Linked DNA regions of Oncorhynchus mykiss: region 2 is linked to region 1. A link is a contact called in public Hi-C data. All regions are on one chromosome and are shown on one strand. The core of a region is the stretch at or near the end of the contact, and the rest is flanking DNA. Distances in the headings are between cores, read along the strand shown.

Region 1 (2,559 bases), core at 40-2,539:
CTGAGCTGGTGTAACTGAGTCAGGTTTGTAGGCCTCCTTGCTCACACACGCTTTTTCAGTTCTGCCCACAAATGTTCTATAGGATTGAGGTCAGGGCTTTGTGATGGCCACTCCAATACCTTGACTTTGTTGTCATTAAGCCATTTTGCCACAACTTTGGAAGTATGTTTGGGGTCATTGTTCATTTGGAAGACCCATTTGCGACCAAGTTTTACCTTCCTGACTGATGTCTTGAGATGTTGCTTCAATATATCCGCATAATTTTGCTACCTCGTGATGCCATCTATTTTGCGACGTGCACCAGTCCCTCGTGCAGCAAAGCGCGCGTGCGCACACACACACACACACGCGAGATAACATGTGTTGTCGGTATGTGGTAGTCGAGTAGTTAGTTGCCTGAAAGCACACACTTAAAGGACAATACAAAAAAATGCGCTAAACAGCGCCACACTGAATGTTCTATTCTCAGCCAGGCCCATCTTTTCAAAGAAAACACTACTCTATTTTTCCTCTATTTGAGCAAAATAAGTAGATACTTTGTGATCACAAGAAAATTCTAATAATTAAAGTAAAGATCCCCACAGCCAGGCAGATACATCTGAATGTTCTATCATAAAGTGAGAACAATTCGTTTCCCTGGCTGATATGACTTCTATTTAGAAATACTGTAAGAGTAAACTAGATGACATTCACTGCTATAAACCTGTCTCCAATATAATCGCATAATTTATACAGACCCACCACGGACCTTCGTGCGAAAAGGCGATCCCGGCACTGACCGTTGTGTTGTGTTTGTTGGTCTGAGTGGAGTCATTGGAGGAGCGCATATTAATCCTGTAGAATTAATGGCCGCCAGCAGCAGGTAAACGAACGACTACAAAGTCACTCAGAAAAACAAATAAGGGCTGTAGAGGTTGTAAAAAATAGTCCTTAAAAATGAATAGTTCGTGAACTGCACATCATGACTACCCATATTTAATGACCGTTCTCCTAGCAGCAGGATATTATGGTGGCAGCACTTTAACTGAGACAGGTAAAAAATATAAAAAGTATCTCTACAGTCTACTATTCTCAACATTCCAGTGTCAATATTGTATTTGTTCATTTTATTGGTCATAAATTACTTATTGCCTTTTATTGTTGGCATAATAAAAGTGGATAAATTCAATATATTTTTAATGAGTTATCCACATTTTTAAATAAGGGCTTTTCTTTTGAAGGTTTAACATGACAATTCAAACGTGACGTCATCGTTTGTGCTGCTGGCAGAATACTCGTAATAATTACTAGTCAGGGTCTGTGGGCGAAACAGAAACTGTCAGTAGAAGAGAGGATGCGTGTTGGTAAGTTTATACTAGTCTGTAAAATACACTATGCTTTGCATGTTTGATAACTGTACATTCACACTTATCTCGTAAACACAAATCGCACGTTAAATTTCGGGTGTCCGTTTGAAGTCGCTTGCTTGTTGTCTGTTGTTCGTCAGTCACAATTTCTGCCATAGATAACTTTAGCTGCAGCTGTAGCTAGCATTTTGGCTGCTAAATTCTATGTGGCTTTTGAAAGTACGAATTTTAACTATGGATTTACTGCCATTTTCAACATTGATACAGTAAAACAAAACAAAAAAGTGTAGGTGGACTAATGTAGAGGCCAGTGGTTACCGCTGGGAAAGCTGATGTCGTGCATATTAGTGTCGTGTTCTTGTGAAACCTGATATTTTGGGAGTGAAGTTAGTGGACTGGGTTAGTTTCTATACCGCAAATGTCTGGTGACGTCATCAATCAGATGGTTAGGTTCAAAGGGCTGTTGTTGTTTTGAGAGCTGGGTCTTAAGTAACTAGATGACAGTGACTTTAATAAAAACTGAAAGGAATTTAAAAAGGCCTTCATGGAAATTGAACAGAGCCCGGTTTCCCAAAAGCATCCTAAGGCTTCATTCATCGTTAGAAACTTAGTAGGAGCATCATTAGATCCTCGAGCCGTTTCCCATTACTGAAATTGCTCCTGAAAACGCTTGATATTTAAATGGTATTTTAACCTGGGAAAATCTGGGCTTGTTTTCATCATGGGGGGTGGGGGACGAAATCTGTAAAGAAATGTAGACCTTCTTTGTGGCATGTTGAGAAGGCTCTGTGTGATACTGATCGCACGACACGTTTGTGCGTGTAAATATGGTTGTCCTTGTTCGATAGAGCCATTAGACGTCTTTCAGCGGATTCATTGCTAAATATTATTGATAAACTGATGACATTTTTCTGATACCCAATATTTTCCTTGACCAAAAAAACGAGACTGATACATTTTTTTGTGCCTTTTTTAAGAATTCTAGTACAGTTAAATATTTCACACGGACGCACTACAGTCCCTGGTTTGAATCCAGGCTGTATCACATCCGGCCATAGGGCGGCGCACAATTGGCCCAGCGTCATCCGGGTTTGGCCATGGTAGGCTGTCATTGTAAATAAGAATGTGTTCTTTAACTGACTTGCCTAGTTAAATAAAGGTTACACACACACCACACTGACCAAAAGGTTTGTTGGCATTTACGTATGTCCCC
Region 2 (2,559 bases), core at 41-2,540, 170 kb before region 1:
GTAAAATAACAACCCAATGTTTGTATCCCAGGACAAATTAGCTAGCAAGAGCTAGCTAGCTAATTTGTCCTGGGATATAAACATTGGGTTGTTATTAGCAACAGCTAGCTAAATTGCCATAAATGTTTGCTTTTTGACTGGTCCCCAAATTAATATATTTGGTTCAGAATTTGTTTTGATATTTCAACCTGCTGTCCTGGTAGTGTTTGGTGTGCGTGGACAAAAACAACATGCGTGCAATGGCGAGCACGCTGTCTGGTCAGCATGCGAGTTTGGTCTTCCAACACGAAGCTTGGGGTTGCTAGGTGATTTGTGACGCAACTGCAAGCACTCTATGGTTCCGTTCGAATCCCCCACTTTTCCTGAGAGATTACATATCAGTAGGTGGCAGCATAGAGACCATGAGAGATGACTGCTCAGAGATTATGTCGCAGCTGGACCCCTCGGTTGAAGGGGACCCGGCAGAGGCTACCAACCAGCAAACAATCTTACCAACGACAGTATATCTGGTCACCCAAATTAGTTTTCTAACCCAGACAGTACAGTGAAAGGACTGAATGAGTTGATATTTAATTTAATCTGATTGGCATAGTAGGTTTGATCGTATGCTATATGCTATAAACTGGTAACGTTAGTCAGCCTACAAAACTTCAACACCAAATGTAACAATTTAATATGGCGTTCCACAGACGATGTAAGAATATACCTGAAGTTCCGATTTCCATTCATGAGGTCTCTGTCCGGATACTCCCCGGCTCCCAATGGTCAAATATCGGCGCAGCTCCTGTTCGCACGACGCTATTTAGTCAGCGCTGTAGCTCTAGTGTTGGAGATTTTCCACCCGAAGACTCTCAAGCCGACACCCCGGCTTCTGTTGCTGATGTGGACACGGGCCGCTTGCGGTGTCCACTTAACCAGAGGTCCTCCCAAATTTCCCCAGTTGTTGTCAACCCGCACAAGTTAAACGACGTATCCCATTATGATCGTTGGAGTATTAATTGTTTCCAGCAGACAAATCTATTTATTTTCAAAGACAAGTCTCTGAAAATATTTCACGGAGACTCAACAGACGGCGCCTATTCCTGAACGGCTTTAATGCTACCTGATGACGTTTTGCCTCGTCATCAGTTGCCAGGATAATAACAATTACTTGACATTTGTTCTTCGAACGATAAACGTGAACACTTTGCCGCTCTTTTGGTGTTGTTCTGCCGGCAAATTTGTGTTTCACACCCCGGTACGTTCTCGGTACTACCGCTGTGAAGCAGACAAGAATAATGAAGTACTTTCCGGGTCATGGTTTTTGGAATCCTTCAGAATAAGAGTCCTTTCTATACTTTGAAAATTAACAAATATATTTGTGTATTTATATATATTTTTTAACTAGGCAAGTCAGTTAAGAACAAATTATTATTTACAATGACGGCCTACCCTGGCCAAACCCTAACCCCGATCATGGCTGTTTGTGATACAGCCTGGAATTGAACCAGTGTCTGTAGTGATGCCCCTAGCACTGAGATGCAGTGTCTTAGACCGCTGCGCCACTCAGGAGCCCTTTCACAAATCAGACTGTTGAATAAACTTAATTGAATGTACTTTACCTGTTGTCTCCAGATTTTGTCTTTATGTAGAGGAGGTAATATGAGACGAAATATCCACAGGGAAGTGTTATTACAATGCGAGCGTTGCAAAATAAATGTAGAAATCTATATTATTCAGTTATTGCGCCAACGAGCGCCTGCGTTGCCAAGGGCTAAAATAGAAGTCAGTTCTATTTCTGACGCAGATCACACTGCAAGTCCTGCCTCTCCCATCTCCTCATTGGTTTACCCATGTGGGTGACTGAAGACAAACGAGATCAGTGACGGTAATGCACCTAATTTATGAAAGTTGCCAATCACAATATAAAGTCAAGAGAAGAAAAAACCTGGAAGGAGGGAGAGATGACTAGAAACGATTCAGTTGACCGTTTTATGTGTGGATTAATTGGTGGAGTAGAAAACCCTGTGCATTTCAGGTAAAATAACAACTCAATGTTTATATCCCAGGACAAATTAGTTAACAACAGCAAGCTAGCTAACAAAATTTCCATAAATGTTGAATGCTTTTCGACCTGTTCCCAAATTAATATATTTGGTTCAGTGTCGTGATCGCATTTGGGGTGGGGGGACGAAATACATTTATGCACGATGGCGCATGCGCGCAGCCAGTTTGGGTTCCTTGTTAGCTTGATTTTCAGTAAACTAGTATGTACATTGTGTGTATTTCCTTTATTAATTTTTTTCAATACTGGTGCAATTCGCATGTGACATACACTAGCACAATATCGCAGAGCCTAACCGAACAACAGCTGATTGCGAGGAAACATCACAGATAGAACATAAGACATATTTCAGTGGATGTATAAATGTGAAGCATCTGATTAGTGTTTCCACTCACTACTAATATGGTAGTCAGAGGAAGCCCACTGGCCAGCAGTGGGAGAAGATGGAACGAGATGGATTTTGGCCAACATTGCAAATTTGAAACATTTGATCTCAATAGTTCTGTTCCCAAAAC

The links. Hi-C and Micro-C count contacts between places; a contact is called where the count stands out from the background.
Region 2: a contact with region 1 is called in a Hi-C map of liver, with 6 times the contacts expected there. The contact joins the promoter of LOC110530849 here to the promoter of lipea in region 1. A contact is called at or near these places in 2 of 3 Hi-C or Micro-C datasets (blood and liver).

What each region holds. Positions count from the first base shown.
Region 1 is chr32:40,762,385-40,764,943 of USDA_OmykA_1.1, reverse strand. It overlaps lipea (lipase, hormone-sensitive a), which reads left to right and starts at 1,289. Exons shown (of 11, transcript NM_001197210.1): 1 at 1,289-1,343.
Region 2 is chr32:40,932,842-40,935,400 of USDA_OmykA_1.1, reverse strand. It overlaps LOC110530849 (protein argonaute-3), which reads right to left and starts at 1,290. Exons shown (of 19, transcript XM_036971834.1): 1 at 707-1,290. The coding sequence starts at 725.